Regions from separate parts of the Sus scrofa genome. Here region 2 is linked to region 1. Evidence: chromatin contacts called from public Hi-C data. All regions are on one chromosome and are shown on one strand. The core of a region is the stretch at or near the end of the contact, and the rest is flanking DNA. Distances in the headings are between cores, read along the strand shown.

Region 1 (6,018 bases), core at 1,580-4,079:
ATGAGCTATGGGGTAGGTTGTAGACACAGCTCGGATCCAGTGTTGCTGTTGCTATGACATAGGCCAGCAGTTGTAGCTCTGATTGGAACACTAGCCTGGGAATGTCCATATGCCACAGGTACAGCCCTAAAAAGCAAAAAAGAAAAAAGAAAAAGCAAAAAAGAAAAAAGAAAAACAGTTAACTATAATGTGTTAATAATTATTCAGTTATTCTGAATTCTGGGTTTGCTATTTTTAAGTGTTTTGGCACTTGTTTAGAGTTTTATTTCCAGACAGTTTCTAGTAAAACTAAAACATTTTTATTTATTTTTTTATCTTTTTGCTATTTCTTTGGGCCGCTCCCTCGGCATATGGAGATTCCCAGGCTAGGGGTCGAATCAGAGCTGTAGCCACCGGCCTACGCAAAAGCCACAGCAACGCGGGATCCGAGCCGTGTCTGCAATCTACACCACAGCTCACCGCAACGCCGGATCGTTGCAACGGCAGGGACCGAACCCGCAACCTCATGGTTCCTAATCGGAGTCGTTAACCACTGCGCCACAGCAGGAACTCCCTAAGACACATTTTTAAATTAACTTGTAAAGGCAGCAGTTTAACTAAAGAACTTTAGAAGACTTGCAGCAGGCAGGATAGCATATAGTTGGTCCTTAAGCAATAAGACTATTTTCCCGTATTGTCTCTAGCACTATTGGGAATGTCTTCTATTCTCCTTTACCATATGGATTTCATTGGCCTTACAGCAATCTCTCTGCTTGAATCATACTTAGTTATCCTTTTCCAACTAGCTGGAGTCTAGCTTCTGAATTTAACATTCAACTATTTTCAATATAGACTGGGAATCCAACTAAAAATGTAGCTGCTTAGTGCAATTTGATATTTTGATGGAATCTTCCCATGCAGTTAGTCCTTAGCTAAACCAAAATCAAAACTCTAGGTCTCTTATCTATCATGGTCCTAGACCCAAGATATATGGCCGGTTTCAAGGTTTTCCACTGAGTTCCAGACCTTGTTAGTTTCAGTCACCTTCTCATATCTTATAAATTTGGAGAGCCAGTGACAAGAGTGGGCAAGAACTATAATAAGAGCAGGAGTTAAGATTAATGCATAGTAGTTACCTTTGTAGCACAGCGGAAATGAATCTGACTAGGAACCATGAAGTCGTGGGTTCAATCCCTGGCCTGGTTCGGTGGGTTAAGGATCTGGCATTGCTGTGAGCTATGGTGTAGATTGCAGGTGTGACTCAGATCCGGCATTGCTGTGGCTGTGTTGCAGGCCAGCAGCTGTAGCTCCTATTTAACCCCTAGCCTGGGAACCTCCATATGCCACCAGGGCACCCCCCCCCAAAAAAAAGATTGATGGATGCTACCATGTGTTTGATGTTATGGCAGACCCTGCACACTCTCTTGGTTTAGCTCACAACCTTGTGACAAAGGTACTGAGAGTTATCTCCAAAGGCTGAGTGAGACAGAATGAGTTCCCCAGGTGACACAGCCAATAAGAGCCTAGTAGGAATTTGATTCTAGAGCTTGTGTACCCACCCGATCCTTATCTGACCCCGTTTCCTAAAAAGGGACTAAAAAAAAAAGTTTCCTAAAAAGGGACTGACCTGATTCCAATGATGGGATGAACAGTGAATCACTGGGGCTTAGTTCCTTCTTAAAGTGAAGATGTTGGATTTTGCATTCTACAAGACCACCTGTGAGCTGTCAAGTTATATTACCCTAAAATGTACTACCTGTATAGTATGAGTAAAAAGAACTTTAAATTAGTTGGAGAGCGTCCAAGATTTGCCACTAACTTTTGTGATTTGGGTCAAGTCATTTAACTTCTCCAGTTACTACTTACCTGACTTCAAGGCTTCTTTCTCTCTCCTTTAAAAAAAAAAAAAAAAAAGCGGGGCGGCGGGGGGGGGCGCGGCCTGCACCAGCAGCATATGGAAATTCCCAAACAGGGGTCGAATTGGAGCTGCAGCTGCTGGACTGCACCACAGCAACACCATATCTGAGCCACATCTGAGACCTATAATGCGGTTCACAGCAATGCCGGATCTTTAACCCACTGACCATGGCCAGGGATTGAACCTGCATCCTCATGGATATTAGTTGGGCTCATCACCATTAAGTCACAGTGGGAACTCCCAAGGGTTTTTTTTGTTTTGTTTTGTTTTTGTCTTTTTGCCATTTCTTGGGCTGCTCCCACAGCATATGGAGGTTCCCAGGCTAGGGGTTGAATCGGAGCTGCCTACGCAAGAGCCACAGCAACGCGGGATCCGAGCCGCGTCTGCAGTCTACACCACAGCTCAGGGCAACGCCGGATCGTTAACCCGATGAGCAAGGCCAGGGATCGAACCCACAACCTCATGGTTCCTAGTCGGATTCGTTAACCACTGCGCCACGACGGGAACTCCCCAAAGGTTGTTTCTAATACATATGTCAGCACTTGAGAAATGCATGTGTGTAATATGGCATATAAAGTACTATCTCATCATCAATAAAATTTGTAACATTAAAATTATGAATTTGAGTAATTGTGATAAATTGGCTATTAAACATCTAGTCTTCAATATTTTAAGATGAACCATATTTGTAGTAGGTTTAAACAAAGAGGAAGACCTCCAAATTTCCATTTATACACTTGAGAAGGATAAGCAATGTCCAAAGAGGACACAAAGAAGGAAAGAAATGTGCCCACTAATATTAAAGCTTTAGAAAAACAGCAGCAGTAGGGGGAAAAGAAATCTACATATACTCTGACTCTTTTGCAGTTCAGCAAAGTTAATGATTAAAATCACTTAGATTTTTCCACTACATCCCCCAGGTTGTCTGTTTGCCTTGATTGATGACATTTTATCTCTTGTGGGCCAAGGATGACCACCCTTGCTTCCGTGTAGAGATTAATAATTTATTAGTTCATAGTCAGGAATCTTAGTAAAGGGAATTGGTTACTTTGGGCTGCCATTTTTTACTCTGTAATCTACAGGAGACAGGGGGTACTGCAGGACTTGCCAGCAGAAAAATGAAGAGGATTCTGATTTTCCTGCTTGCTGTAGCATTTGTGCATGCTTTAGAAAGAGGTAAGACTTCCAGCGCTGTGACCATCTATAAGAACTCACTCATCTAATTTTATAACCATTTTAAAAAAATTATACACAAGGTAAAAAACAATTGGTGAATATGTTGGAGAGAGGAAGAAGACTCAAAGGGGGTTCACCTAGCTCAAATGTGACGTATACTATTCAAATAGAATAGCCAAGAAATCAAGATAAGAATCTCATTAAAGAAAAAAAATATATAATTTGTTACTTATCCTTCCCTGCTTTCTTGATAACCAATATCTGAAAGAATACATCACGATTAGAACTTATTTGATAAAAGGGAATGGAAATGGGGGCTGTGGTCCATCACTGAGCATTCTTTCAGACTTCAAATATTTATTGCCATTAAGAACACAACACACCATGTCAGTGATGCATAAAGTCAACTGAGATTTCTTTGATCTTCAAGGAATTCTCTGTATGTAATATTTGAAAATGCATTACAGTTTCTAAAATACCTCACATAAAAGAATTTGATAGCTATGAAACATGACCATATTTGAGCTCTATTTTTCATTAATGTTACTAATCAAATGGTATCTTCATCTATGAGTAATACGTAGCTTTATGGAAAGTTCCCAAGCTGCAAAATTCACAATAAGGTTCCATTTACTTTCTGGCTTATTTTTTAATGCTTATAAAAGGAAGCTGCATTCATCTTGCTTTGAAAATTTTAGTTTCATGTAGGGCTGCCAGTTAACAGCCTTACTTAAGTCATACATCAGTATTCATATTAATAACCTTTAACCAGTGGAATAAAATGTGTGTATCCCAAGAATTACCAGTTATTAACTGACAATTTTACTCCTGACTTTGATTCTTTTTATATTCACTTCTTTTAAAAACCTCACTTTCACTCAAATTATTTTCAATGCTGTCTTATCTGTGTCCCTTGCAAGACCTCTGAGTAGGCCAGGGCCCAGGAACTCTGAAAGCTTACTACTTTGCCCAGGGTTTCCATGGAGCAGATAGGAATCTGAAAAGTCCTACTAGAGTAGGTTCGGATGTGAATATTCAAAACACACAAAGTCCAGTAGACCCTGGGAGTATATGTGGATGCCATAATGTGGATTGTGAGTCACCATTTTGAACTATTGACTCAGTAAGTATACACTGACTTCAAGCCAAAGAATTACAGTGCTTTGGGGGCTAACAAAATTTTGCAACCTCTATTTCAACATCTCTTAGTATTTATTTTCTCAGCCTCTGATGACGTGTATGCTAAAAACTTCAAGTCGGCTCCCTTGAAGGTCTGAACTTCACATGAACTTGATTACTCGTGCGCCGTAGGTCAGATAATGACTCCTGAGACATAAAATAGTTATCTACATATTAAATGTCCAGTATCTTGGAGGAGTAGTCCTGACCCATCAGTCCTCTGTTCTATAATATCTGAACGTGACCGAAATACAAAGTCAGTGATTTACCCGAAAGCTAGGTGCGATCATTACTGGCGGAAGGTTACATAGTACACATTAAAGACGTTGGAAGAATTTTGGTTGCTGAAAGATTAGTTTGGGCTGCCATTCTCTCTGCTTTTTATAGTTCTAGGGAATTGACTGACTACCCACAGCCTTTGTCTAGAACCCCTTTCCCAAGGTGCATTTCCATCAAGTCTCATTTTGGAAACAAGTTTCTATGGCCAAACATGTTTAAGAAATAAGGCATACATTAGTCCTTCTTCGCTGGTTCACCGTCAATGCTTTTGTTGTCCTAAGTGTTCTGAGATATAGATCAGAATACAAAAATTTTACCTGGAGTTTCCCGAATATATGGGCTCTTTCCTAAAATGCCTGCACCCCGTGATCAGCCACAACTGATCCAAACCCCAGTTCATTCCTACTTCATGAAACCAGCTCTGTTTACTAACTTCCCTATTTTCCTGGAATGATCACCTCCAAATCATGTTTGTTACTCATTTTTGTTATCTATATTCAGTCATTTTGATATTCTACAAATTTCAGCCCTGAAATACATCAGCCTTGCACAGAGCACCCTCAGTATATCCCTTTTGTCTACTTCCTTTAGCCCCTGCATACATCCCTTTCTCAAAAGTCTGGGAACTCTGCTTCTCTTATCTACTACATTGCATTTCCTTTATACCGTCCTTGCCCTAGCCCTTGTTTCAGATGTTGAACTGGCTTCCTTCACCCATCCCTTTCCCAATCAATTCGTATTAAAATACAGTGCAGGAGTTCCCATTGTGGTGCAGCAGAAGAGAATCAGACTAGTAACCAAGAAGCTGTGGTTCGGTTCCTGGCCTTGCTCAGTGGGTTAAGGATCTGGAGTTGCTATGAGCTGTGGTGTAGGTGGCAGACATAGATCAGATCCTGCATTGCTGTAGCTGTGGTGTAGGCTGGCAGATGTAGCTCCGAGTGGACCCCAGCCTAGCAACGTCCATATGTTGCGAGTGCGGCCCTAAAAAGCAAAAACAAAAACCAGACAAACAACAACAAAAATATGCCAACACTGATACAAATATGGTAAAGTAAAATCTAAAAGTGAATTACGTAAAAATTAGGTACCCTATTGGGAGGTTAATGAAGTGATAGGGGTGAACACGTATAGCTGGCTGTTGGGGTCCCAGTGATCAGACTGTCTGATATAAAGCCACCCCAATTCAGGTCTTAGAAGTCATCTGATGGTACAATCTCAGGCTTAAATAGTAGTGAGTGTACGGTAGGCAGAGTGAGAACCCTCTAAAAATGTCAACATCCTAATGTCTAGAACCTGCCAATAGGATGGCTTACACCACAGAGAGGAATGAAGGTTGCAGATAGAATAGAAATTGCTAGTCAGCTGACAAAAGAGAAAAATAATGCTGGGTTAACCGAACAAGGGCAATGTCATCTCAAGAAGGAACCAGAGCAGAACCAGAGGAAGATGTGGCTAAGGAGGAAAGGCACTGAGAGATACAAAGTTGC
Region 2 (5,531 bases), core at 118-2,617, 130 kb before region 1:
TATTTCTTTGTTTTTACTTGCTTATATTTCCTAATTTGAGCTTTTTGCATTCCTTGAATCAACAGAGTTTGTGAATTTCAATGCTGCTGTTTTTCATACTCTCACTTTAAAATAAAAACACAGGGTTCAATCATAATATAAAGAACATCACTCGAATTCCATAATTAACATTTACTGTATTTACTTTCTTTTTTGTCTTTCCATTATGCTAAAATAATTTTCATCATTTCTTTTTGTACTTAATAGCTGATATTCTGCCATTTGTTCATTTACTGATTGCTATCAGTATTAACTCACAGCTTTTAATTTCATTCAATGGATTTTAATCCATTACTATCATCTTTTATCTCAAAGCTTCAATTGTCCCAGCTTTGGCCAGGATGAACCACTTCAAAATGCCTCCTCTGTCCTGTTTTTAAGTCCCCAATTTTTGAGCGCTCTTTCATTTTATGACATAAGATTCTCCAAATACAGAACAGTGACGGACGTGTAATTTTTTTTTAGAAAAATAACTATATTCAAATCAAGATAAACACTTATTTGGACTAGAAATACAGAGCAATAGACTGAGGCTAAGGTCAAAGCCTTGATGGACCTAGATCATAAAACCAGTGGGGAGGCAGATGTAAGTTTGCATAATATAATAGAGACTATTACAGGGGTCAAATGTGGTGTCATTCCATGAATGTAAGGATTGTGGCAGAATTCCCCAAAAGTGGAAAATGTCTGATACTTACTCAAGGCTGAATTGTGTGCAATTTGCCAGGAGGAAACAAAGATAACTTGTGTCAGGGCTGGGCATAAATGCCAGCTGACTCAGTTGCTGGATCTAGAAAATAGCCATGGGATGGATGTGCTGAGCCACGAGTCTAAGTCCTGCTTCTAGACCTGGGCCTCAGAGACCTGGTCAAACAGCCACAAAACTACCAGGCAGGAAAGGGTAAACAGAAAATAGGTAAGTGGACAACTTCCCACTCAAGACCAAACGACAATTCTAAACCTAAAAAAGTAAAATAAAATGAAACCAAATCGAAATCAAATCTAAAGAAATCCAGTGTTAAAGCAATAAAATAAACACATTAGAGCCAACAAATTTAAAGTAATAGAAAATAGAAAGGACTTTAAATTATGTATGTCAAACATTTGCAGAAAGATCAGTGTGGAATATTAGGTTTTGTTTCAAAAACCTGTTCCAAACTGATAAAAATGTCATGTAAATGAGACAAAAAAAAATTCCATAGCAACATAGCTTGGCAGAAGCTCATCTGTGGGTCTAACTAGAGTGTTAGTACAGAAGCAGGTAGTATGAAATTTGGCTTCTGGAGGGTAAAGGGAACCGAGATAGTACAGCAGGCAATGGTGGACCCAAGACAGGATCATTGCTTGAAGCTACAGCTACCAATCCCCATGAAAAATCTGTGAATCTCTGTGCCTCTGAATGGGCCAGACAGGCGGACAACACAATCTCCTTTCTAAAAACTGGGCCAAACCACCCACCATCTCCATAACTGCATCTGTCAGAGCTCCAAGTCCCCAGAACTCTCAGCCACGATTATTTGGCTTGGTTGTGTCCTACAAGGAGATGTTTACTAACCAATATCCTAAGCAGGATATTCTATTTAATATTTTTAATTAATTGATGAAACAGCAATAAATTAGTAATGTTATACAAACAGGGGCAAATGATCAGAGAGCAGATACATAAGGCTTGCTGGACTGGTATTCTCTGGGGGGAAATTCAGGAAGACAGGATCAGTAGCAGGCTTGCATGGTCCCCCTTGTGTCATAAGATGGCAGCACAGAGCAATGTGGAAGGGCCAGACTGCAGACTCCCACTGAGAGAGCCTGATGATTGGGTCATGAGGCTTCCAACAGCTCATTAAAAAAGCTCTAACCATTCCTCTGGTGTCATCATGGATTGTGATATAGCAGCAATAAATGTGAGAGAATGTGAATATGGCTGTTTCTCCTGACATCCCCACTTATGCATTTGGGACGATCTGCCTACTCCTGGGGAGATGAGGGGCTAGCGTCCAAGACCAGCAGATACCACAGTGTGGGATGGAAACATGTTACAGGATTCCCACATGAACATTGGTGTTCATGCTAGATATGCACTAGCTGTCTTCCTTTTGGCACTTTTAGAGAGCTGGGGTCCATGTTTTGTGGTGAGCCAGAATCCGCTGCCTTAAGCAGCTAGGGTGACTTGGTTTATGAAGGAGCGTTGCAGGAAGCATAATTCTTTAGCAGGCCAGCTGAAGGGATGCAGGCCTGGAAAATTCGACTCTCACTTCTTAGAAAGGATAGAGAAAATTTTAGCAATGCCATTTATAAGTTTGCTCTAATGAAGTCTTTAAAATACTACTTCAAATAATTAGAATAATGTAGTATTTTTAAAAACATGGGAATGTTTTCTAAATGGCCAAGTTTTTTTAATGTTATATTAAAAATTGTCATTTTCGCTGAAGTGCAACTTACTTTTGAAATTAGTGATAAAACAGTGACTTTAAAAGCTACAAATGTGGAAGTGTTTTAAATTCTTTATTCTTATAAAATATAAAAGTTAAATCAAAATAAAAAAATGAATTTGCAAGAAGAGTTAAACAAATGGACCCATGTTACTAGTTGATTACATAATTACAAAGAGAAATATCTAAAGTTAGTTTCAGACTCTGTATCTCCTGTGTGATATATCTTGTGGACAAGGAAATCTGCCATTTATGTTCAATAATCATATTGTTAAAAACAAAACTGGTACTCTTATTCTGAAAATATTTGTGTGTGTGTTTCAATAGAGGAGCTTCTCCTGGCCAAAAATCAGACAATTTAAATGTCAAAATAATACTAGTATGACTACTTTGGAAAACTGTTTAGCAATATGTACTACGACTGAAATATATACAAATATGTATTATATATACACATACAAATACTCTTTATTATATATATATTACATATATATATATATGCATCATCTAACTCAGAAATTCCACTTGTAGGTATGTCTCCAATAAATACATATGCTCATCAATAGACATGTACAAAATGCCCATAGAAGCACTATTCTTACAGCCAAACAAACCCTGAGGATAATGCAATAATCATCAATATAAAATGGATAAACAGTGCATATCTATGCATGAACTATTATACAAAAGCAATGATCAACAAGCTTATTGCTACTGGGAGCAAGAGAGATGAACTTTACAAAATATGGAATGAAGTAAAACAGGCTACATACTATATGAAGCCACTTTTATTAATGTAAAAAATAGTCAGCAGTAAGCTATGGTGTTAGAATTCAGGAAAGGTTGCCCTTAGAACACTACCAAATGTAAGGGGTGCTGCTTGAAGTTACTGAGTTATGTGCTTATGATTTGTGGACTTATACACATGTTATTTTCAAGTGTAAAATTTACATTAAAGAAAGAATCAGAACTTTTGCCACTAGGTGAAATCAAATAACTAGGAACAGAGAAGCATGTTCATCAAACTCAATTAGGGGAGAGAAAAGAATAACTGCACTGAATTGTAGCACATCAGATCTGTTAAAATTCACAAGTTCATAATGATACCTATTTTTTTAAGTATGCTTTTCATCTTTGGGGATGTTAAGGAATGAAATTATTATCTGGAAACTGATGAATAAATGGAACATAGTAAGCATTTATGATACCTTTCCTAAACAAATTAAAACTTCAGGTATAATTTGTATAACCAATTAATGACAGAAAGTTCATCATCATAGAAATATCCCAGTTAGTAAGTTATAGAATTACAATACAAAAAGTGCTAGAAGCGCTAGAAGAAGAATATCATCATTTTATAAGATCTAACAAAGAACGTAGGGCCTATGTAATGATGGTGAGTGGCTGCTAAAACCATTGAAGATCAGATGAAAGACTTTATACTGAAGAGATCACAGTGAAAATGCCTGAATTCTCTGATCAATATAAGCATTTTAAAAAGAGATAACCATACATTATGTACCTCCTTATACGATGCAATATGAAATACACACCACCATAGCTGATGTACTCTGAAGAAAATCCAATCCAATGCCTAAAGATCTAAAATCAGTTCATGGGAAATACCAGGCACAGAGCAATGGGCAATTAGCAAAATCCAGAATATGGGAGATTACACTCAACAAATGACTAGTTTCTTCTACAAGTAAATTGAAAGAAAGGAAAAGGGAAGGGAATGTACAGACTAGGAGGCATAAGAGTCACATCAACAAATGCAAGATGAGAACAATGTTTGCTTGAAGAGTGATTCAAGCAAGTGAATTGTTAAGAAAAAAATGTGAGAGAGGGAAGATTAGAACACTGACTCTTCAAAAATATTAAGGTACTTTGGTTAAACTTTTAGCTGTGATAATGATATTGTGATTATGTTATAAAAAAAAGTCTATCTTTTGAACTTCATTCTGAAGTATTTAAGAATGAAATAAGTTGGTATCTTAGATATGCTTCCAAATAATACAGTGGCAGGGAAATGGTGAGTAGGGGTAATTGAAACATCATTGACAACGTTGACAATTAGAGAAGCTGAGGGATGATCCATGGAGATCCATTATACTAGTCTTCTATTTTATGTAGGTTGAAGAGATACTACTAAATAAACCATACCACTAAATTAATCTTAAGAAAACTACAAATTTTTGGAACTGAGTGATAAAAATACATCATTTATAAATAAATGAGATGTCTTACATGACCTAAAGAACAGATTGTTTTCAATTCATAAATTAAAAAAGGAAAGCAAAATAATTTGAAAATCTCTAAAATACATGAATAGAGAAACTGGATAAGAACATAAATTGGTGCAACAGGAAACAAAGATGCAATGGAGATATTCAGGAAAATACACAAAAATAGAAACATTCATAAAAACAGGCAAACTTTTGGAAAAACTGATCAAGAAAAAATATTTGAATTGAGATAGGACAAATAATTAGAGTTAAAATAAAGCCAAAGAAAAAAAAATAATAGGAGTTTCAGACTCTATGAGTGAAAGACCAGATAATTTAAACTCCCTTTCTGCTAAATAGTATAAGAAATGCTTACTCTCAGAATAGATTCAGAGAGGTAACAAGGCTCCAAGCTTCATTTGCCCTGACAGTATTTGCATATCCAAAAGAACCTGCTATAAAACTGAGCTACATTTTTGTCAGCCTTGGAAGGATTTGTAAATCCATCAAAATCCAGTGTCAAAAGGGAGATTTTCTTTTTTATTATTAAAGTATAGTTGATTTACAATGTTGTGTCAATTTCTGCTGTATATAGCAAAGTGACCGGGTCATACATATATATACATTCTTTTTCTCATAGCATCCCGCATCATGTTCTATTCCAAGAGATTAGACACAGTTGCCTGTGCTGTACAGGGAATTGCCCGTCCATTCTAAATGTAATTGTTTGTATCCACTAACTCCAAACTGCCAGTCCATCTCACTCCCTCCTGGCACCAAGTTTGTTCTCCATGTCTGTGGGTCTGTTTCTCTTTTGTAGTAGGAAATTTTGTTCATT

The links. Hi-C and Micro-C count contacts between places; a contact is called where the count stands out from the background.
Region 2: a Hi-C map of liver shows a contact between it and region 1, with 6 times the contacts expected there. The contact joins the enhancer-like site here to the promoter of GC in region 1. A contact is called at or near these places in 7 of 47 Hi-C or Micro-C datasets (embryonic fibroblasts, fetal liver, liver and 1 more).

Annotation. Positions count from the first base shown.
Region 1 is chr8:68,357,073-68,363,090 of Sscrofa11.1, reverse strand. It overlaps GC (vitamin D-binding protein), which reads left to right and starts at 2,829. Exons shown (of 13, transcript XM_003356971.4): 1 at 2,829-3,073. The coding sequence starts at 3,016. It overlaps LOC110262121 (a long non-coding RNA gene), which reads right to left. Exons shown (of 2, transcript XR_002346694.1): 2 at 5,728-6,018.
Region 2 is chr8:68,489,782-68,495,312 of Sscrofa11.1, reverse strand. The region is part of intron 1 of LOC106507788 (a long non-coding RNA gene); the gene reads right to left. Among named protein-coding and RNA genes, the nearest start is that of NPFFR2, 80 kb to the left of the region's middle. Within about 2 kb of position 1,367, at least 2 of the 83 cell types and tissues checked have an H3K27ac peak or open chromatin away from gene starts, as enhancers often do. A contact at or near this core is called in liver, where this site is marked.